4 separate regions of the Mus musculus genome follow, and regions 1, 3 and 4 are each linked to region 2. A link is a contact called in public HiChIP or PLAC-seq data. All regions are on one chromosome and are shown on one strand. Each heading gives the region's core, a stretch centred on a gene start, on an enhancer-like site or on the middle of the called end of the contact. The rest is flanking DNA. Distances are from core to core; before and after follow the strand shown.

Region 1 (5,403 bases), core at 517-3,016, 200 kb before region 2:
GAACACCTGGTCCTCCTGTCCGCTGGGGTCACCCTCCTGTCCACTGGGGTCACATACCTGTGCCACCAGAGCAGGCTCACCCCTTGGTTCCTGAACAACACTTGCTCTCAGCGTTGACTCCTGCGTTGACAGTGTAACCCTTCGCTGCTTGAGCTGCTGTCCCTTCCCTGCTTGCTTACATTTTGTCTTTGGAAAGTCTGTGGTTGTGAATGCTCCTGCGGGCTTGAACTCTCATGGGGGGGGTGGGGGGGGATGTTTCACATCTTCTCTTTGTATTTTGAGAAACCTGATTATGTTGTGCATTAAGTTTTCAGTCTCTTTTCTTGTATTTAGGGGTGTGCCAGGCTTTTAAAAATTATGGGTTTACAAATTTTATCAAAAAATTTAAAATGAAGTAAGTAAAAGTATTTCTTATGTTCACCTAACTCTTTGGGAATAGCGTGTTAACTTCCTGTTGCTGTGACAAAAAAATGCATGGGTTAAAGAACTTAAAAAAGATAATTTGGGCCTGTGGTTTTAGGGATTCAGTTCATAGTCGATTGGCTTTGCTGGTTTTGGACATGTGTGAAGGCTGAAGACCCTGGAGTTAGGCAGATTCCCTGACAGACAGACAGACAGGAAAAGAGGCCATGACTAGTTAATAAAAACAGTGGGCTTCCAATATGGCAGGCTCCTTCTTCAACTTCCTGACCTATGGCAAGAGCCTGGCAGATTCAAACAAAGGCCTGGAGAGCTTTTCCCTGCTAGTAGGGCCCCCTGCCCATCCACCATGTGGACTGGTCTGACAAGTCCAAGGCTAGACCAGGATGTGTTTACCCTAAACTGGTGGGCCTATCAGCCTCCCTGTCTTTGTCCAACCCCAAATTGGGAGGGAAGACCCTGAAAAGCACAGCCCTCACCGGGACACTGGACTTCTGCTTCCCAAGCTAGCCCCCACCCCCACCCCCCACCCCCGCTTTGCAGAGCCTCTTCTTTCTGCTGTGCCCGAGGTTTCCCCCATTGCTACCTGCTGCACTTGAGGTCTTTCTATTGTGTTTATAAAAAGATAAAGAGAGAAGGAATATGTTTTGGAGAGGTGTAGTCAGGTGTGGGGGAAGGGGGTGCCTCTGCAGACCCATGCTGAGGCATCCCTTCCCCCTGAGGGACCAGCCACACCAAGGTATAGTATAGAGTTTATTCAGGGCATGGGGAGGGGAGTTGAGAGGGTAGTAGAGACAGAGAAAGACAGACAGACGGAGAGAGACAGGGAGGGGAAGGGGAGGGAGGGAGAGAGGGAGGGGGAGAGAGAGAGAGAGAGAGAGAGAGAGAAGAGAAAAGAGGAGAGGGGAGGAGAGGAGAAGGAAGGAAGGAAGGAAGGAGAAGGGAGGGGAGGAGAGGAGAAGAGGCGGGCCATGAGCACGTGGAGAGAAAGGGTAGGTAAGAGAATGGAGAGAGGGGAAAGGGGAAAGGACAGAGTGGGAGCAAGAAGACATGAGCAAGAAAGAGAGGAGAGGGCAAGCAGCCCCTTTTATAGTGAGTCAGGCACACCTGGCTGTTGCCAGATAACTGTGGGGCGGAGCTTAGACAAAACGCTAACACTTTTCCTTCCGGCTAGTTTTTTAACTGGTATAGAAAATGAACCTGATCGAGACCTCTAGCCGGTAACACAGAGGAGGCCTGTTCACCTTCTGGCAGCTGAGGAGAGAGTGGGGGAGGTGCAGGAGTGTCTCAACATCCCCTTCAAAGGCCCGCCCCTCAACGACCTAACTTTCTCCCTCTAAACTCCACCACCAGGAGGTTCCACTGCCTGGGATGGACCGGGCTTCCCGCAGACCGTACTGCACGTAGCAGCTGTGAGCTACATGCAAATTATTCTGCTTGAAATCTTCTCACTGTTCATCCACATGTTGTTGGTCATTTTAATAATTCTTTTGTTTGTGTACGTACGTGTTCCTCTGTGTCTGGGCTCCGTGCGTGCTTGTGTTCATTGGCTGTGTGTTACAGATGTGGATGCCAGGGACCCAAACCCAGAACTACAAGAACAGCAAAGCATCCTAACTGGTGAACTGTATCTCCAGCCCAGACAGTTGCTTTTTTTTTTTTTTTTTTTTTTTTGCAGCTGAGGCCCGTAGGGTTCGAGTTGTTCGAGTCCTTAACTGGAAACGCTCAAGGAGGTGGTATTTGTGCTGCAGGCCTTGGAGCCTTCTGTGTGAAACACACGGTGCCTGTGTGGCTCACTGGTGGTAGAATCATTCCTTTTTCCAGAGCTCAGAGTGCTTTTGGGGGGGAGGGAGGGATTTCGTTGTATTAAAAGCGCGGCTTTTGCTGGCACAGCACACTGTAGAAATGGATCTCCGCTTTGAAGAGGAAGGACGCAAAGCACTCTACCTTCATACGCGAAGGGGAAATGTGTCTCTCTGTCAAGTGCACGTTCTTAAAGCATCGCCTCCAGGGGCTCTCCTGGCTGTCCAGATACAGGAGGCGAGGGAATTTGGAAGAAAATTAAACACGAAGACATGGCAGTCTGCGTGCTGTGAGACATGAATTCTCTCTTGGCACGTGTGACGGGGCAGCTACAAGAAAATGAATACGGTGTTCCTAGTGCCAGGCTGTCTTGTGAATAAAGAGCCTTTAGTCCGGGAGAGGCGCGGTGTGACGCGCGCTTTCCATCTGGTGGGCCAGTTTCCAGGCCAGCTTAGTCTTGGTGCCTGCCCTGCCCCCGCTTCTGGGGATACGCCAGCCGCTGCATTAGTGATGCCCGCAGCCTCAACCCATGAGTCCCCTCCCTGCCCACCACCCTTGAGGGCCTCTCAGTCAGCAAGCTCAGAGCCTGAGGCAGCCCTGGTTCTCTTGTGTCTGGGATATACATGGTTTACAGCTTGAAGCTGTCATGCCTGGATCGCTCAGCAGGCTTGGCTTATTTTTCCAAGTGCCACCAACTGTGAAGTCACGTGTCAGCTACACAGCTTGCATTTGGGGCAACAAATAAGAAAGGGAGCAGAGGCTAACTCATGAATGAGTCTTCTTGTATACATTAAAATGAATAATCATTTAGTTCAACTCTAAAAACCTATCTTTTAAATTAACCTATCTTTAATATTATCCTTTCTTCTTTTCCTTTTTTTTTTTTTTTTTTTTTTTTGAGACAGTCTCACTATGTAGCCCTGAACTCACAGAAATCTGGCTACCTGTGCCTCCTGAGAGCTGGGATTAAAAGCATGAACATGCTTAGCTAATTTCTCAGCTAATTTTTATACTTTTTAAATAAATGATTTATTTATTATTATATGTAAGTACACTGTAGCTGTCTTCAGACACACCAGAAGAGGGCATCAGATTTCATTACGGGTGGTTGTGAGCCACCATGTGGTTCCTGGGATTTGAACTCAGGACCTCTGGAAGAGCAGTCAGTGCTCTTAACCGCAGAGCCATCTCTCCAGCCCCTAATTTATATACTTTAAGCATAGAATTATTTTTTTTCTCCCACCAGAAAAAAAAAAAGTTTGAGGATCTATAATTGGCCTGAAAACATAATGTCTATAAATAAGATTTCTTTTTACTATACCGTCTTAGTTAGGGTTTTACAGCTATGAACAGACACCATGACCAATGCAACTCTTGTAAGCATAACATTTAATTGGGGCTGGCTTATAGGTTTAGAGGCTTAGTCCCTTATCTTCAAGGTGGGAGCATGGCAGCATCTAGGCAGGCATGGTGTAGGAGGGGCCAAAAGTTCTACATCTTCAACTGAAGGCTGCTAGGAGAAGACTGGCTCCCACATGAGTAGGAGGAGGGTCTCATTGCTCACCCCCACAGTAAGATGCTTTCTCCAGCAAGGCCACACCTATTCCAATAAGGCCACACTTCCAAATAGTGCCACTCCCTGGGCCAAGCATATTTGAACCACCACATATGGTCTGGGGTGTCTTTCAGTGTGGGGTACTTCCTTCCTGTGGTGATTCGAATGAGAATGTCCTCCATAGGCTCAGATGTTCGTATATTTGATCCCCACTTGGTGGAACTGTTTGGGAAGGATTAGGGGTAATGGCCTTTTTGGAGATGGTGTGTCACTGGGAGTAGGAGGGGCTTTGAGGTTTCAAAAACCCACACCTTGTCCAATCTGGCTCACTCTCTGCCTGCTGCCTGTGGATCTGAATATAGGGTCTCAGTTACTGCTCCAGTTCCATGCCTGCCTGTCTGCTGCCCTGCTCCCTGCAGCAAGTGTATGATGGTCACGGACTAAGCCTATGACACTGTAAGTAATCCCCAATTAAATGCTTCATTTTATGAGTTTTCTTGGTTATGGTGTCACTTCACCAAATGCTTGAGTTTGATTCCCGCATGCACACACACACACACACACACACACACACACACACACTCAAATTAGGCATATACCTCTTCATTGTGAAAATTTAGGAAAGTGATGGAGAGATGGCTCAGTGGGTAAGAGCACTGACTGTTCTAGAGGACCTGGATTCACTTTCCAGCATCTACATGGTACCTTACAACTGACTGTAACTCCAGATCTAGGGGATCTGATAGCCTTTTCTTGCATCTGCAGATACCAGGCACACACATAGGGCACAGACATACATGCAGGCAAAACAATCATATACATAAAAAATAGATTAAAAAAAGAAAGAAAATTTAGGAAATACCAATAGCCAAGAGAAACAAACAAGGAAACAAGCCAAAGAACACCCATTGATGTGTTATAATAGTGGCTCGAGTCTGAACCTAGCACACCAGGCCATAACAGTTCCATGTGTAAGAGGTTTATTGAGAGAGAGAGGGACAAGGTAGTGGCAGAAAGAGAAGGGGGGAAGAGAGAGAGAGAGATCAGGGGAGGGGCTTTCTTTATGTATATGGGTAATGACATAACACAGGTAAAGGTGGGAGGTGAGCCAAGTGGATTCTGGGAATATAGTGGCTGTTGTCTTGGCAACAGGTCTGCGGGTCCCACCTATGTGATGTCACAGGTTTCAGAGGTCCTGATGCCAATACCCATAATCTCAAGATTTGGAAATAAATAATAACTGTAAAATTAGCCAGAAGAAAAAGAGACAGGAGCAAAGGCTGCTCTCCTGGAGACTGGGGTTTATCCAGGGAGAGACTATGGAGGCACACTCTCAAGTCTAGGACCCCCAGAGCTTGCAGTCCACTCATAGGCTGGGGTAGTTACAGAACAGGGAAGGGGATGGGCAAAGGGGAATGAAAGGCTTTGTGGCCTGTGATTGGCTGTTAGGGGTAGTTAAGGAGAATTGTTCGGGCCCACTTCCTGTCTGTTCTCTACTTCCTGTTCTAAGGTATGAGGCTTCAGTTACTCTCTGGCCACCATGGTGCCACCACTTGTAACGCATTCCCGTCCGTGATGGACAGAAGATCCTCAAACTGCAAGCCAAACCCCTTCCTCCTCTGATT
Region 2 (5,617 bases), core at 1,150-3,649:
AAGAATTCTGAGTGGGCTCCAGTCCAAGGTCCAAAGGCAAGGCGAGATCTGCTGGTGGATAGTGGCCAGTGCCTCATAGCGGCCTCCTCCTACCCTGAGTGCCACTAGCCAAGATGGACCTCTGCTGCCCACAAGCCATGAGTCACAGGAGCCCTGAGTCACCTGCCTTGGGTGGCCCAGCCCAGGGCTAAGCCAGCAGCAGCTTTAGGGCAGTGTACTTCCTGTGCTTCCTGTGGCTTTTATAAGCTGTTCATGCAACCACATAGAGGCAGCCACTGGGTATAATGGAGACTCGGGCAAGGCTCTGCCTGGATACCAGGCTCCGGTAAACAAGGCCAGGAATGCCTTTACTAGATAAAGAAGAGATCATTCTGTGCAGAATCCATGAGCCTTTCCCTGTAACTTCCCTCCCTGCCAGCTCGTACCAGAAACTTGGCTCTGTCACCTCATCTTCAACTTCAGCAGCCCAGACCTAAGTCCTCACTCTGGCATTTGGGACCCTGAAGCAGCTGGTCCCACCTGCCCTTACTCTGCTCCTAGGGTCCCAGAGCCTTCTGTCTGCAGCTCACTAGAGCCAGGACCCATGCAGCAGGCTGGGAAGATGTGATTGATTTATGCCCAGTTTATTTAGCCCCCTTCCAAGAATTCACAATTCTCCTGGGGTCCAGAACTTGAGCATCGACTCCCCTCTGAACCACTCCCATAAGTTCTTGTCATAGTACTTGGTTTGGCTTAGATCACTCGCTCCATACTATACTGCCTATTCTGTGAAGACACAACTCTCAGTATCTATCACCACCAAACACACACACTTTCTCTCTCTCTCTCTCTCTCTCTCTCTCTCTCACACACACACACACACACACACACTCACACTCACACTCAGAGGCAACAAAGACTAATGTGTATGGCAGACCCTCAGCTGGTGCACCAGGGCACTGAGCCAAGAATGAACAAGGGATCTGTCGCCCCAGGGCTGCCCATCCAACCCTCTCAGACTTCTGCTTTTCAGTCTCCATCTCCCACTAGAAAAAGGTGGGATGCTTAGAAGTGTCAAAGCGCCAGCAAGTAGACTGCAGAGAGGAAAGCGTATTATTGCCACAATCAAGGCCTGCCTGTGTCCTTCCAGCTAAAAGTTCTCCACCCCCACAACTACCTGTTCTCCTGGAGGTGGGATGTCTCATTTTCCATGGGTATCCTGTCTCTACAATGGGCCCTTGGAGGCCAGCACAGGCGAGATCTGTCCCACACATCCTGATGAACTTACTAGAGGATCTGGGAAACCAGAGGCTGAGGCCAAGGCTCCCATTCTGCTCCTACCACTGACCAGCAGGGTGGTCTGGGGGCACTTACCCAACCTGAGATTTTATCTTCCCATTCCTACACAGACATGAGAATATTCCTTCTGCCCCCAAATGGCTATTCTGAACAAGAGTGTATATTAGGGGCTCTACACATAATGCTCAGAAATTGCAGCTCCAAACAAGAAGGGCCTGGAAGATGGGGTCTCCTCTAACCTGTTCTAGAAGTCACCAGGTTGCAACCTATGAGGTCTTATTTTTGTGCATGCCCAACGCTGACTCCAGTTTAGAGACCCCTGGGATTTCTGGGGTTACCTCATCTCTCTGGGCTATCCCAGGTGAACTCTGCCATATGAAGTACAAGAGACTCCCAGAAAAAAAGTGCATCTGGTAGCTATCACGTTCCCTAGGCTCTAAGGCAGCAGGGGTCCCTCGCTGACTCATCCTCTCATCGGATCTTTTACCGAGAGAACTTAGCACAGCAATGTCACTGTGTCCCTCTGGGATCAGGAATAAAGTGGGTGAGTCCCCAGAGCAAAAGGGTTGGGCTGGGGCAACCAAGCCATCCTGGAGAAGAGGGATCCAGTTGTTGGGTCCGAATTCTCTAGACCCATCTAGAGCGGGAAACACGGGCGTCTCCCTGGTACTACAAGCTACCCAGGTTTGCAGCGCCGGTCCCGCCTCCAAGGGGGTTGTGTGCAAGCGGCGCTCTAAAGTCTCAGCAGACTGGCGAGGAGCACCATTTCCCTCTCTCAGATCCATCCCGTCCCGGGACACCGCCCGTTCCGCAGGCGCAGCCGGTGCAGTGCACCGGGAGAGCGCTCACCTGCTGCTCTTCCTCCTCGACCCGCGACGGCCCCCCACTCAGCACCCGAGACCCCTGGCGCCCCCGGCCCGTCGCGCAGAGCCCGGGACACCCCGCCGCCGCGCGCCTCTTACGCCCGCGTCGCCGGCGCCAGCTGACGCCAAGGTCACACGGCTCCCGTCGCCCTCCTGGACCCGCGCCCACCTGTCATGGCGGAGGACACGGCGCCGCCCCGTCGTCCTCGGCTGTCCGCCGCCCGGCGCGAGGGCTCCGGTGACCGCCGCCCGCAGGCCTGGCCCTAAGCCCCGCCTCTTCCCTATAGGTCCCGCCCAGCGACGACATCTTAGCCCCCAAGCCCCTCCCTCCGATTAGCCACGCCCCTTTCTGTACTTCGCACTGGAGACGCGTCAGCCGTGGGGCGGCTCGGGCTCTAAACAACTTCCCTAACTCTATACTACGCGCAGCAGAGAGCTCGGCCCCTGAGGAGCTTCTCCTGTAGCGACGCCGGGAGTCCCGCTCCAGCTAGCATAAGTGACCTAGCGGAGAAACTCAGTACCCAAGTCCTTGTCTGGACCAGAGAACTCAAGCCACGTCCCGGCTCAAGGCTCGCCCCATTCACAGCCTCTCCAATAGCTACCCGGGTCGGCGTCCCTTCGCCTATGCCCTGCCCCTCCTCCCGGTCTTGTGCCTGCTTTTTGCGGAGGTTAGGAGGTTATTGTGAACTTCTCAGTTCAATTTTCTGCTGCTACGCTCTGGCCACCCCACTCCCATCTCCTGGATGAAGAAACCGAGTCTTAAAAGAGACGAGAATTACCCAAGGTCACATAGGAGGTCAAGTCTGGCATAAAAGGCTGGTGGGAGTTCATTGGCAACCAGGGACCGAACGGAAGTCCACAGGGCCTCGACCGGACAGTGATGAATTGAGACTTAACAGAGAACTTAGTGGGTCCTCGTTCTACCAAGTCCCCCATTTACACAGAGGACAAATGGCTGGCATTGCCGCCTAGTTAAGGAAGTCATGTAGTCTGACCGAGCCTCAATTTTCCTAACTGTAAAATGTGTGGCCTCAGGTGATAAATCTTTCTGCCTCCCAACTTGTTTCCCTTCTGTTGTACATAGGCCTGGCTCTTCAAGCTCTGGTACCAACCACAGGAAGGCCCCAAGCCCAGGCCCAGCTAGGAAATGGAGATCTGCGAGGGTCGGGGAGGCAGGACCCTCACAGCCAGCAATGGCAGCAGGCACCAGATTTTGCTTCTCCGCTGGTGCGGCTAGTCTGGCACACTTTAGAGCTGTAACTTGAGATATTGGAACCAGACCAGGACCAAGACCAGGAATGGAGGCCCCAGGTCTGGATGCACTTCCCGGACAGTCCAGGAACCCCCTGGGTCCCTGAGCCCTCCGTGTCTGTCTCTGTCCTCCCCAGTGCTGCAACCTCTCATCTTGGGAGTGAGAGGCTCGAAAGGAATCTGGAGATTGACTTACAAGGTCACTTAGAGCTCCAAACTCTTGGACCCAGTGGTATTGATCAATACATTCCTGCCCCTTGCTAAAAACTGCAGAAAGCGAGGTTTGCTCAGGTTCCCCACCGGCCAGGCAAATGCAGAGTCAGCAGGCAGCTGTCCTCAGCACTAATCTGTGCCTGCAGAGGGGACAGACAGCATGGACAGACTTTGTTCCAGAGCAGGGTATAGGTACTATGTACCTGACCTACATGTGTGCCTGGGCCAGTCTGGGCTAGATCCAAGGGCTACATCTTGCAGGAACCCTGCACAGACCCCATTGGGACCATTCTGAAGGGCTCCAATTATTGCACACCCATCACTGTGTTCTAGCAGTGGGGTGAGACTGAGGACTTCCTGAATCATGCATTTTTAGGCATCCCTTGCCAGACTCCTCATCAGGAAGGCCAGCATTCCACCTTTGTATCTTCCTCTGAACCTGAGGACCTTACTTGGTCCCATGAGAGAAACTGAGGCCCTCACCCCCTTTAGCAGTCTGAGGTAGCCTCCCAACTGCAGGCTACCTGCTTCTTGGCACTCCAGAGTCTGTGCAACATTTGATCCAAGGACAACACTCAAGTTCACAGAGATTCTACATCCTAGACCATATAGGAGTCCCCTTCCCCCTACCTCAAGCCTGCAGGGAGAGAAGACCTTAGTCTGAGACAGGACAGCTACAGGGACACACGGGGCTACAAAACACACCCAATGTCCACTCCAGGATCTACAAGAGATGCAAGGTAGACCCCAGATCTAGGGATAGGCCCTGGGTATTCCTCCTCTTCCCTAAGGGGCACAGGTTGCTGCTTGCCTGCTGGCAGGACCTGTTGACATTTGAATGTGGAAAGGCCAGCTGATGTTGGACCCCACCTCCTGCAAAGCAGCTGGGAGCCTTCACTGGCATAGACAATTGAGCTGGTCAGAAGTCACAGCCTGTTGGACCAGTACTTATGACCATTGTAGTAAAGGGAAAGAATAAAAGCTAGGCTCAGAAGATAACCTGGCTCTATTTTGAATATAGTAAAAGCAGTATGGGGTTTATAGCCAAGGAATAGGTGTGTGGAGGCCTGGCAGATACAAAACTGAGAGACTTAGTTGGTGGAGTGCTTACTTGCTCGCCTAACGTATATGAAGCTCTGGGTTAGATAGAACTCCAACACCAAATAAACTAGTCATGGCAGCACAAACCTGTGATCCAAGTATTCAGGAGGCAGAGGCAGGTAGAGGAGAAATTCAAAGTTTTCCTTGGCTACATTGTTTAAGGTTAGCTGGGAGAGATGAGACTGTATCACAAAATAAAAAGGAAGGCAACATCTAGAGTGATGGGACTGGGGAGATAAGTCTGCCTGCTCCACAAGTCTTGAAGAACTGAGTTCAAATCCACCGTACCCATATAAAAATCCGAACTGCAAATTCTGGTCTCTACACGCACCAGCCACATCTTGTGCACACTCAAGTATGCACACACACAAACACACAAAGTGTAAGGGAGATTCTGGCTAGCCTAACTGTGAGGGTTTGAGTTTCACGGCTCAAACACATTCGGTTTAATCCACAAATGAGGTGTGACCAGGTTAGACTGACAGGAGGTGATTAAGGCTCTGCCCTCACCAATGGATTCATCCATCTGTGAACTAATGGATTAGGGGATTAGTGGGGTATGAGGAATGGCTTTGTAATGAAGGAAAGCTTACTGCTTCTCACTATGTCCTCCACTGAGCTGTCCAGCAGAAAGACCCTTGTCAGATGTCTTGAAGACACTGGCTCCATGCTCCCAATATGTAAACTAAGCTACCCAGACATGAACACCAGCTATCTCATCTGCGGTAAACAGTTACAGCCAGAGAAAGCAGGCTGAGACGGTGACCTCCCGTAGTCTTGCTGAGGGCAGGCCAAGGTGGTCAGACGCATAGGAAGACAGTGTGGAGGAGGAACTCCATCCTATATAGAGGGAGGGTGGTAATCTCACACAGGGGGGCGTTTGTTCAATCTAAACTTAACAAGGAGATGTA
Region 3 (5,949 bases), core at 209-2,708, 250 kb before region 2:
TTAAGGATAAGGCCAGTGGGTAGCCTGTCGGCCTCTCAGGGGAGGAGAAAGACTGAGGATGTGGGAGACGACACCACCGATCCCACTTTGGGTGAGGGTCTATCCACCAGCCTCAAGTGTCATATGAACAAGTCTATGGGCCCACAGAGGCCAGAGAGTAGGGAGGAATGTGGTGGGTAGACTTCAACCACACCAGGCCTAAAGGCCCGGGCATCCATCTTGCTCTAGGGCCCCTCTGCCTAGCTTGCATCAAGCCTGGGCATGGTGACACGCTATGTCCCGAGAGGGGCCCTGAGAGACACTGAAGCCTGCTGAGGCCTTCCACGGGCAGGGGCACCCAGGACTCACTCTGGGCTAGGCTGGGCTTCCCGGAACTAGTTCAGCGCTGACAGTGACCTAAGAGACCTCCCAAGTCCAACCCAAATCCAAGCCCAAAAAGACCCTAGGCCAAGCCCCAAACCCCTGGGCCAAGGAACCTCAGACTCAACTCTGATCGCTACCCAAGCAATCCCAGGCCCAGCCCGAAGCGCGAAGAGGCCTGTAGCCCAACTGTGACTCCTGTCCAAGTGACCCCAGACCCCAACCCTGACCCAAACCCGAAGGGAATCGGTCCAAAGGGCACCAGGCCCGATCCTGACTCAGGCCCAAAGAGACCCCAGCCCCAGCCCTGGGAGACCCCGGCGAACCGGCTGCAGCCGCACCTTGACGTGGAAGCGGATGAGCGCCAGGCGGATGCAGTGGGCCATACAGACCGGAGGCAGGAACCAGACCTTGGGCGGTGGCGTGCCCTTGTTCTGGACATGGCTGACGATCTGCTGCGCTGTCTGGCGCTCGTTGCCCTGCCGCTTGACCCACTCGTGCAGCCGGGCCTTCTCGAGCGCGCCATTGAAGAAGACGAAGAGCTCGATGTTGCCTCCGAAGCAGGCCTTGGCCAGAGCCGCCAGGTAGCCGAGCATGTGGTTCCACTGGCCGCCGCTCACCCAGTCGGTGTAGAAGCCACCGTACAGGCGATGCAGGCAGTTGTCGGCATCCACCAGCAGGCGCAGCGGGGTCTGCGGGGGCCGCTGCCGCCCGCCGCCCACCAGGCTGCCCCGGGCCAGCTTCTGCAGCTCCACCGGCACCACGGCGCTCGGACAGTGCTTCTCGATGTAGTCCTGGAAGCCCTGCACGCCCATGGCGGCGGCGGCGGGGCGCGCGCGCGCGGGCGGCGGCGGGGCCGGCGGCGGCGGGGCTGGGGGCGGCAGGGCCGTGGCGCGGCCGGCGGGCGCGGGCAGCCTCAGGGCTGGCTGGGGCTGGCCGGGGGCGCGCTCACGGCCGCCGCGGCCGCCATGTGCTGCCGCCTCCCAGGGCCATGTCTGGGGAGGGACCTGCGCCGCCGCCGCGCTCTGCGAGGCCGAGGCCGAAGCTGGGCCGGGCGGGGCGGCGCTGACGTCGGGCCCGCCCGCGCGGACGCGGGAGGCGGAAGAGGCGGCGCCGGGGCCGCGGCCGGGCTCCCGGGGCGGCGGCGGCGGGGCGGAGAAGGCGGAGCGCTACTCGGCTTGTCGGGCCCTTTAGGGGGCCGCAGCCGGGCGGGTTCGGGGAGGCGCCTGGGCCCGTGCAGGCCGCGCCCGGAGGCCGCGGCCTCCGAGGCTGGCTCCGCCCCGCTCGCGGCTGCGGGCCCGGTAGGCGTGGCCGGCAGCCAGCGCTCCTCCTCCGCCGCGTGTGTCGCGCGGCGGGGTTAGGGGGAGCCTGGAGCCCGGGAGCGCGAGCCGCGGAGGAGGACGGCGGCGACAAGATGGCGTCGCTCCCGGGACGGGACGGCGGCTTCACGGCCTGGTGTCGGGACCCGGCTGAGGAGACTCCCCGAGAGGGGCAAGCCTCCCCGGCGTGCGCCGCCCTCCGGAGACGAGCGGACGTGCGCTGCCTCCAGGGGCTCGGGCTGCGAGGGTCCGGCTAAACCCAGGCGCCGACGGTACGTATGCTGAGCCAGGACCAAACGTTCTGAAGGAGAAGCTGTCCGCTGGGGACCTGGGCACGTAGCTCAGTTGGCACAGTGCTTGTCTGGGATCTTCGATCGCCCAGGGTTCGATTCCCGCGTGTTGCTTAGGCCGTAATCCCAGCATTCTGAAGTGGAGAGTAGAGGATCAGAGAAGTTCAAGGTCATTCCATCCAATTGGAAGCCAGCCTGGGCTACATGAAACCCGCCTCCCGCTCCCCCTTCCCCCAAGAAAAAGGAGCGGTTTTTTTTGTTTGTTTTGTTTTGTTTTTTTGCTTACCTTCAATTTTTCATCTGTTCTTTTTCTAGACAAGCCGCTGCTGGAGCGGGGTGCACTGGACACAGGAGTGACCCATCCATCGCACAGAACACCAAGTTCATGCAGACTCAAAGCCCCCCATCAGAGTCTTCGAGAATAGGCAAACTGAATTCTATAGTTTCTTTTAATTTTTTTTTCTTTTAAAGACTATTTTTATTCTTTGACAGTTTCATGCGTGTATACAATGAACTGTGATCATAACACCCCATTCTTCCACCAATCTCAAACACAGGCTCCTGTGATGTAGACAGATGAAATGCGCTTAGGGCCTTGATGGATTTTCCTTAATTTTTTTAAACCCGATACGTTATGCCACTTATGTATAAAATTAGTGATGAGGCCACTAGTCCGCCTAGCTGAGTAGAAAACTTAATCCCAGAGTAAGTAATTCCATGTCATTTAGAAATTAAGATTACACTTAAAGCCTCACTAAATAATAACATCCCCCAAAATAATCAAGTTTTATGTAATTCACAGCTAGTATACAAGATTGCACATGAATCACTTGTATTTTCTTAACAAGATTACATTCCATATATATTTCATTCACTTGTTTAGGTTTGTGTTTATTTTTGTTGTGGTTTCTTGTTTGCTGGCCTGCTTGGGCTAGCCCTTTGCCATCCTGACTGCCTGGCCTGTTTTTTATTTCTTTTAAACATTACTGCTTTTATTTATTTATTTTAAAAAGGGAGAGGGGAGAAAGCTTTTGTGCTAGCACCCATGATTTTGGAATTAAGCATACATTTTATTTTAAGACCGTAGGATGGTGATCCTTCTAAAAGAAAGTATCACTCTCCTTAAGAGAGCCTTGGCTTTCTGTGGCCTCCCAGGTTGTTATACAGATGTTAGCAATGCCAGCTTTTGTAGTCACTTCTGTACTCTGTGATTGTATAGACTGTGCTTTGGAATTTTGAGAACTTTAAAATTCATTTTCATAATAAAAGCCCTCAAAATTTCATCATGCTTGCTTTCCCTGTTTAACTGTGTATGCCCTCCAAACTTATTAATGATTGGGAAATTGTTTGGCTAACAACGCTATAAAGAAAATTCAGGAGTTGAGTGATGTTTAAATTTTCTAAATATCTAAATCCTATTTGAAAAATACTAAATCTTAGAGTCTGCTTGGGAATACAATATGATTAGGGACTTTTTTTTCTCCATTTAGGGCTGTATTAGAGAAACTTTTCATGAAGTGATTACCACACTACTGAGGGGAAAAATAAATGAATAATACTGCATGACCATAGACTTCCAAGAATTCTCACCCTTTTAATTCCAGAACTCAGGATGCAGAGGCAGGTGGACCTGGGTGAATTGAAGGACAATCTTCTGTACCTAATGAGTTCCAGGTCACCAGTGCTACACAGAGAGACAGAGAGACCCTGTCTCCCCGACTGCCTCCAAAAAAAAAAAAAGGATTATGACTACTAGATTAATAGAGAGAGCCAGCCAGCCACAGAGCACAGAACTTAAGCAGGCGGGGGCGGGGGGGGGGGGGGGGCGGGAGTTTACTCTCAGCATTTCAACTTGTTTCCCATCGGCTAATTTACTTACAGCTTAAAGCAGGAAAATGTTGCCCTTTTTTTGGTTTGGGAGTTGGGGTTGGGTTTTGGGAATTTTCGAGGTTTCACTCATAGCCCAAGATGCCCTGGACCCCACTGTGCAGCCAGCCAGCCTCAATATACAGCAATCATCCTCAGCCCCCTGAGACCTGGGATTGCAAGTGCAGGGCATGTTGCCCGCCCAACATGATGCCTACCCGACACGCCCCGAGATCAGGAGGAGAGATCAGGAGGAGACACGGTATTCCCGCTGGGGTTTGATTCCTGGGGTGTGCCTAGCCCTAACCTGTGCCTGGGTGCGACTTCAGAGTCCCCACAGAGCATGCGCACGCTTGGTCTGCATGCAGTCTCAGGCTGTTCTAGTCTGGGGGCTTCTGGTACTCTGGGATTAAGCTTTCTACTCAGCTAGGCGGACTAGAAATGTTCTCTTCACAGCTGCGAATTCATTTTCGCTTTGAGCTGTTTTAAAAATACATTTTATGGGAAAGTAAGATTCTAACTTTTGGGTGTGTCTTAATTAGGCTTTCTCTTGCTGTGGTGGAACACCAGGACCAAAAGCAGCTTGGGTTGGAAAGTATTTCTTTCACTTACACTTGAGCTTTCCTTACTGAAGGGAAATCGAAGCAAGACCTCAAACAAAGCAGGCACCTAAGGCAGGAAGGAGCTAATGCAGTGGCTGCAAACGGTGACTGCTCATTGGCTTGCTCGGCCAGCTTGCTTTTATAACCCAACCACCAGGCCAGGAATGACTCCACCCACAAATGGCTGGGCCCTCCCACGTTAATCATTAAGAAAATGCCTTACAGACTTGTGTACAGCCTGATCTTGAAGAGGCATTTTCTCAGTTGAAATCCCTTCTCTTAGATGACTCTGGCTTGTGTCGAGTTGACATAAAACTAGCCAGTACAGCACAGATAAAGAGAAGAGTCCTAACCAGGTGGTGTGGTGCCCGCCTGTGATCCCAGCATTCTGAGTTCAAGGACAGCTGGGTCTATCTACAGAGTAGGTTCCAAGATAGGGCTAGACAGAGAAACCCTATCTTGAAAGACCAAAAAAGACGATGAAGAAAGAAAAGAGCAAATTCCTGGAATGGTTACTATGTGAAGAGCTACTTCCCATGTCAGCCATAAGTCCCTGCATGTCCTTGAGGCTGGAATTGCCCCTTGCTTGCCCATCTGTACTAATTGAGGTTGTTTGGTGTTCCTTATGTCCTATGTGCCGAATGCTGGCACCTAAAACCTCTTCTCTAGCACCCCTCTTTCCTGAAGCTAGAGATTGGGGACCATGCCTTGTGGACTTCCACCCAGGACTCCTAAACTCTGTTTTAGGCTAGGATAGAAGAGGAGAAAAGAGAAGTGTCTGACTTTGCACTGGAACCCAGGATCCTAGTAAGAAAATTTTTCTGAATCAACAAGTCTTATCTTTTTCCCCTCAAATAGTGAATGGTACTAAGAGTGTGTTGCTGTCCTTTAAGAACCCATGGTTCTGTTTTCCTCCGATTCCCACATTAAAGTACAAAGCCAAGAGAGTGACTCCTAGCCCTAAATTATCATTTGCAAATTGTGGACCTGCATAGCAGATGCAAGGTCAGCAGTAATTGATCCCCAGCTTTGCAGCTTGCTAACAGTTCTGTTTGGCTGGCCCTCCAGCTCTGCTCTGGGATAGCCAGTGTAAGAGTAGCAAAGGCTGATGGACATGCATCCTGTACAACAAACAAGTGGCCTTTCTTCCTCTACTTCAGTTTTCCAGAGACTGTTGTGTTCATTACAAACTACCTCCCAGGACCAAATGCAGAGCCCACTCAGTAACACTGAGTCTCGCTTCCAAGGCCACCAGTGTGGCAAGACATACATCAGTGGCCAGATCTGTAGGTTCCTGGTCCAACCGGTCAGCTGTTGAGATTCTGACTCAAGACTTAGGGATGGTGTTGTAGGGAGCTGGAGAGAGGGCTCAGCAACTAAGAGCACTTGCTGCTCTCCCAGAGGATCGCAGTTTGATTCTAAGCACTAACAACCATCCAGGGGAACTGACACCCTCTTCTGGCCTCTGAAGGTACCAGACACTTGGTGGTTCACAGACAGACAATGCACAAC
Region 4 (5,581 bases), core at 781-3,280, 150 kb after region 2:
GGGTTTGCTGAGCTGTGACTTCTGTGATCAGCGTGGTTACTGAGCACCTGCTATTTGGGAGGGAAGATCTGTTGCAATCCTGTCAGTGCCCCATTTGAGTGGAGCCCAGGGAGTCCCGGGCCCAAGTCCTGCTGTGTGGCTTACCTAAGGAAGGGAGGTGGAGCCATGTATGTGGGAACTCAACTCTCAAGTGGCTGCAGTTGTCACTGACCAGTCAGTGATCAGCTCCTGAGTTTGGGTTGCACATTGTCAGACTAACCACACAGTAGTCTTCAACACTAAGCTAACATGGTTGCTTTGTGTTTTGTTTTCTGTGTCCATCTCTGCCGAGTGAGGCTTTGGCTTGCTACTTTGTTCAGAGTCAGGGAGCAGCTCTTTTTATCATTAGTGTTTATTTTTAGTGGCAGCCCTTCCCCTGCACAGTCCTGCTGGACAGCCAGCCATTCTGAGTGTTGATAAGATGTTTCTATTTTTTATTTACTGTTTCCTGTTGTTTGGTCCTGTATGCCTTTTCTAGTACAGACTAATTTAAGAGATTATTTTTCAATTTTTGTATGTTTGGGTACATGCTGGCGTAGTCAGTTTTCTGGTGCATTTATTTTTCAGACGTTTTAGATTTATAAAAAACATGAAAACTGTATTTTGTTCTGCAGCACACAAACGTGCTAGCAGTGTCTTCCTATTTCAGATCACTCTTTCTGATAGTTTTCCTTACAAACGGCTGTTTGGGAAGAAGATTATGTCCGTCCTGCTGGAGAGGTCCCTGATGGTCCATCTACCTACTTGACAATTTTACATGGTGTATACTAGCCTCTTCCAGTCAACATAGGTTTAATCAACTGTTGATTATAGATTTAATCTCTTAATGCTGTAAGTTCTTTAGCTCTAAATGAATGGTGTTGAGCTTGCATTTCTGTCAGCTTAATATCCAGAGCACCATCTTGAATTTAATAAGCTTTGATGCCATTTGGTGTCCTGTGGAATCCTGGTAATCTTGACTCTGAGCGGCCACATAGAGCTGCACAGGATGGAGCCAGGCTCACAGGCCGATCCTAATGGCACTTCTCAGGCCCATGTGGGTTTTTCCTGTCCACCTCAGCTCTTCTCCAGGTGTTTAAGACATTGGATTCCTCTTTGTAGTAGCCCACTGGCTTGTATATGTGAGTGGGTGGTGAATCCTTCAGTCTGTCAGTGTCTTTGACCAGCTGTGCCCTAGGGATCCCGATACTGTACACGTTTCACCGTTGGTACCCATGAGAGGCCAGGCATGGTAAAGGTTGATAGAATGCATGTACCAGCCTGTAGGCATTTTTAACAAGCCTAAATAGAAAGATGGGTGCTGTGGTGGGACTGCCCTTGTGTCCCCATTCGTTCCGAGTGGGGGTGGGGGCAGATGAGAGGCATACCTTCTTTGCTTTTGTAGCCCTCACCAAGAACCAAACAGCATCCCCATTTCAGCAGGTGGTAGAAGGGGCCCTGCCCAGCAGGCGTGCCAGGATGGGCAGCTGGTCCAGCTTAGGGATTCCTGGGATTCCAAGCCTAGCCCGATGCAGGCGTGGTGGCCCTTTTGGGACAAGTGTGGAACCCACAGTCTGTGGGTAGGCGGTGCTGGATCAGCCCAGACAAAGGGTTGGAGGATCATGGCTTTGTTGTGGAATCTGCTTCCTGGAACAAGCCTTCGTCTCATTAGATTGTAGAGGCCGCCAGCTCCCCTGGGTTGTCAAGCGTTGTGCCTGCTGCATCATATGATCAAACTGGTTTAGTCAGAATTCTGTGGGATAGCCCTGCCTGGAGGACTCTTCCCTGACTTGTTAGCATAGGCCTTCTCCAGGGACCCAGGCCCCCGTGGATAGTGTGTGTCAGGGGAGAGGGCTTGAGTTCAGTTCTGGTTACACCTCTTCTCAGGCCCTCCGTGTGTTCTGTTTGAAGGGTCAGTCTGTACTGCTTGCACAGATGAGTAGCTCTCACAGTGAGATGTTCACATTACTCTCTGGATAGTGCTGAGTAGTTGGGGCTTTCCTTTGTTGGTGAAGAAAAGATCAGTAGGCATTGGCAGGGAGCCAAGCTGCCCTTCTGGGTGACTGTAGAGCAGGAACCTTGTGGGTTCCATAGAACCTGGCCAAGTGTGAGGAAAACTGAAGAGGAGTAGGCACTAATTTGGGCTGATCCTCTAAGTTCTCATCCTTTTCATTAGTAGGCTAGTCGTGGATAACCTTGGCTTGGTACCCATGTTCTCTCAGCACAGGGCTGGACATCCTCACACCCAGCCTTAGGAATTAGCCTTGTAGCCTAGTTTTCTAACAAAGTTCTGACCAGCTGCCTGTTTCCCATTCTGTACCAAGCACAGGATTGGGGATGTATCCTTGCCTGGATAAACTTAGATTTTCTACAACAAATCATGGGAAGGAATGCTTGAGAGTTGGTCAGGGTTGTTGGTACAGTGGGAAACTTTACAGGTGTCCTGGCCATGGGAGGATGGGACTGCTGCCTAGTTTGGGTTTCAGCAAACCCTTTCTTTGGGAAACAACTTGATGTTGCAATAAAATTTTATTGGTACCAGCCTATTAGATGACCTTCAGTGTCTTGAAACTTCTGGAGGCATGCCATAGTAAGGGCCACAGAGATCCTTATGTTTTTAAAATCATAGGACGTGCCTGCCAGGCCATATCTCTGTTGCTCCTCACATTGATTCTCAGCTTCTGTTCTCTGTGTTGAGAACCTGAGCAACTGTCATGGGCTGGTCTGACTCCTGGCCTGCACTGTGCTGCCCTCATTCTGTATCCTTGGGATTGGGAGCCCGGGAGCACTCAGCATGCAGACAGTGGTCCAGGGAGCACTCTGAGTGCCGACAGTGGTCTGGGGAGCACCCAGCATGCAGGCAGTGGCTGGGGAGCACTCAGTGTGCAGGCAGTGGTCCGGGCATGAGTTCTTTGTCTTGAGTCAGACATTATGTTTCCATTTGGGCGACCAGGAAAGGCAGAATGATTCCCTGAATTTGTGTTTGAAGGCTTCTGTTATTGAGGACTGAGTGGGGCTCAAGGGACAGAGAGGCTGCTTCATCTCTGATGAGGGAACTCTCGATTCTAAATCCTCTCAGCAGCAAGCTTAGACTAAAAGGTATTCTTAACTCAGGTATGACCTCAGGCTGGAGGCATTACTAACCCAGGTTATAGGTGAGGAAGCTGAGGGACACTCATCTGTGCCCAACATGGTCCCCAGTTTGCAGTGTTGTAGCATATTTCAGAGGTAGATCAACTGAGCAGCAAATGATGTTCTTTGTCCTTCCTGAGATGGTAGTAGTGAGCACAGGTGGGTTTGTGTGCTCCCACATGTACCCAGGGTCTGTTCTCTCTTGCTATGCTGTCTGGCTTTCAGGATAGACACATGTTTTAGATGTGACCCCAAAGCCCTGTCCCATCAGCCCTCCCTCAGTGTTATACCATCCTACAATGCAACCAGACCAAGCACCTGTGGTAAAGCACTAAGCTCTGTCTTGCCTCAGTTTTTGTGTGCAAAGTAGGTGCTTGTGCAACCCCACCCCCAACCCTACCCCATGGCACCATGAAATGGTCTAATGCTTAGGGCATTCCTGTTTTATGGCTTCAGTCATCTGGTAGATTCTGTGGATAGCAGGCATTAAGCCCTTGTCATAGACACAAGACTGTCCCTTGCTGCCTCACCTGCCCCAGCCTCCTTCCAGGGATATAGTTTCAGCTGCCCTTCCTGACTGGGCTTTTTGTCTTCCTCACCCCTAACTATTAGCCCCCCATACCATTGCTCATGCTGAGCACCTGAGGCACACCATGCTTGGTTTTGAAATTTGCCCCTTAGGGCTGCTATGATTTCTCTTCCTACCCAGAGCTTCTCTTCTCCCATCTTAGCTAAGGATGATCCAGCTGCTGAAGTCATGATTGGCCTGGTTCCTTGTAGGCACAGAGGATTGCACCATAGCTACATGGGTGTGGCTGACCTTGAAGCCAGCATCCCAGGGGGCTATGTGTTGGCCAGAAGCAAACATGGGCCGTGTTCCTCTTGTAGGCGCCTGGCTGGCCATGACCTCATGCTCCAGCTTTTCTGGCCCTGTTGGGTCTTGCTGAACCTGGGCAACTTGAGAGCAGTAGGCAGGAGGTAGGTCAGGAGCCTGTGTTGAGTACATCACCAGAGCATTGCTCCTCCTCAAAACACAGCATCTACCATTCTGTGGTCAAGACTGGAGGAGAGCTAGGCTGCTTCTTTGTCCTCTTCTTTCCTTGAAGCAGCTTGTAGAAGGGGCAGGTTAGAGGCTATATCTGCTGTTCAGGGGCTGGTTCTTGATACTAGGGTGGCAAAGGCTCCCATCTTCTGTGGTGCCACCTGGGAGGCCCGAGGGATGAGCCAGGGAAATCTACAAACACAACCACAGCTGTCCCCCACCAACCTGCAGGTCAGGAACACCTTTCCAGAGAGCATTTTTTCAAGGGAGGACAGAAGGGAGCCTACAACCCATAGAACAGGAAGATGATCCTGGGTATTGCAGGATTTAAGATGGAGTTGAAAGGTTGTATAGGATTGTATGCAGTGGCGTCTGAAAAGATCAGAAGAAGTGTGCCCCAACAGGTATCTACACCTCTCTGACCCCCAGCCTCACACAGAGCCTGTAAGCTGGGCTTGGTGGCCACAGGGATGGGCTGTGTCTTATAGGTTCACACTTTGCAGGTGAGGGGTGTAGCACTTCAGGAACATCCATGCAGTTGCCTTAGACAACTTCAGTGAGCTTCATGCATTGGGGTGTTCAGTATAAGTTTTCATGTAAGTATGTGTTCCTTCTTTTTTGTTGGGTATAGTACTTCATTATATGAATTACCATATTTAGTTTTTTTATAAAAAATTTATCATCCGTGTGTGTGCATGTGCACATGTTACAGCATATTAGAGGACAACTTTGTAGAATTGATTCTCGTTGCAACCTTATTTATATGGTATCTGAGGGCTGAATTCAGGTTAATAGGCTTGAATGGCAAATGCTTTTGCCTGTAGAGCAATTTCTCAGGCCCTGTATTTTAAAACAATGGAGAGCTGGGATTACAGGTACATACACTATCACACCTAGTCTGTATGCAGCTTTGGGGATTTAAAACTGTAGCCTTATTCTTACATGGCCAGCGCTGTAACCACCCAGCCCCCTGTGGTTGTTTTCCTGCCAAGATGAGATCTTCTCCATTGTCCTGGCTCTTCTCAAGTCCTGCTTCAGCCTCCTGAGTATCCGGGATTACATGTGTTCCTCGTTGGCTACCGTGCTCAGCTTTAAGGTTCTGTGTGTGTGTGTGTGTGTGTGTCTGTCTGTCTGTCTGCCTGCCTCTATGTGTGTATGTGTGTGTGTGTGTGTGTGTGTGTGTCTACCTCTGTGTGTGTGTCTCTGTCTGTCTGCCTGTCTGTGTGTGTGTCTGTCTGCCTCTATGTGTGTGTGTGTGTCTCTGTCTGTCTGTCTGTCTGCCTGTCTGTGTGTGTGTATATGAGCTACTTGCACGTGTGCTGTGGGTTCAAGGCTGTCTTTCCCACAGAGCTTTTATCAGGTCAGCTGGTCTGTCTCTAAGCAGTGAAG

What was found. HiChIP or PLAC-seq counts read pairs in DNA pulled down with a chosen protein or histone mark.
Region 1: a contact with region 2 is called in an H3K4me3 HiChIP or PLAC-seq map of embryonic stem cells, with 2.1 times the contacts expected there. The contact joins the enhancer-like site here to the promoter of Card19 in region 2. A contact is called at or near these places in 1 of 39 promoter capture datasets (embryonic stem cells), 4 of 115 datasets of contacts at active chromatin or transcription factors (embryonic stem cells, kidney and stem cell-derived neural progenitor cells) and 3 of 9 other capture datasets (adipose tissue, liver and pancreatic islet).
Region 3: an H3K4me3 HiChIP or PLAC-seq map of embryonic stem cells shows a contact between it and region 2, with 16 read pairs. The contact joins the promoter of Fam120aos here to the promoter of Card19 in region 2. A contact is called at or near these places in 11 of 39 promoter capture datasets (the C10 cell line, the HPC-7 cell line, cranial neural crest and 8 more), 3 of 484 Hi-C or Micro-C datasets (CD4 T cells, cardiomyocytes and myocytes), 10 of 115 datasets of contacts at active chromatin or transcription factors (the 230-238 cell line, acute myeloid leukemia, bone marrow-derived macrophages and 6 more) and 4 of 9 other capture datasets (adipose tissue, liver, macrophages and 1 more).
Region 4: an H3K27ac HiChIP or PLAC-seq map of microglia shows a contact between it and region 2, with 5 times the contacts expected there. The contact joins the enhancer-like site here to the promoter of Card19 in region 2. A contact is called at or near these places in 8 of 39 promoter capture datasets (the C10 cell line, the HPC-7 cell line, cranial neural crest and 3 more), 28 of 484 Hi-C or Micro-C datasets (B cells, the C10 cell line, CD4 T cells and 17 more), 10 of 115 datasets of contacts at active chromatin or transcription factors (the HPC-7 cell line, bone marrow-derived macrophages, embryonic midbrain and 5 more) and 3 of 9 other capture datasets (adipose tissue, liver and macrophages).

Annotation. Positions count from the first base shown.
Region 1 is chr13:49,013,810-49,019,212 of GRCm38.p6, forward strand. No RefSeq gene overlaps it. Among named protein-coding and RNA genes, the nearest start is that of Fam120aos, 48 kb to the left of the region's middle. Within about 2 kb of position 1,767, at least 145 of the 459 cell types and tissues checked have an H3K27ac peak or open chromatin away from gene starts, as enhancers often do. A contact at or near this core is called in adipose tissue, embryonic stem cells, kidney and 2 more, where this site is marked.
Region 2 is chr13:49,213,627-49,219,243 of GRCm38.p6, forward strand. It overlaps Card19 (caspase recruitment domain family, member 19), which reads right to left and starts at 2,400. Exons shown (of 6, transcript NM_026738.2): 1 at 2,311-2,400. The coding sequence starts at 2,317.
Region 3 is chr13:48,966,654-48,972,602 of GRCm38.p6, forward strand. Fam120aos (family with sequence similarity 120A, opposite strand) reads left to right here and starts at 1,459. Exons shown (of 2, transcript NR_015601.1): 1 at 1,459-1,951; 2 at 2,285-3,252. It overlaps Fam120a (family with sequence similarity 120, member A), which reads right to left and starts at 1,407. Exons shown (of 18, transcript NM_001033268.3): 1 at 702-1,407. The coding sequence starts at 1,175.
Region 4 is chr13:49,360,936-49,366,516 of GRCm38.p6, forward strand. The region is part of intron 1 of Bicd2 (BICD cargo adaptor 2); the gene reads left to right. Among named protein-coding and RNA genes, the nearest start is that of Bicd2, 22 kb to the left of the region's middle. Within about 2 kb of position 2,031, at least 88 of the 459 cell types and tissues checked have an H3K27ac peak or open chromatin away from gene starts, as enhancers often do. A contact at or near this core is called in the P5424 cell line, adipose tissue, cardiomyocytes and 8 more, where this site is marked.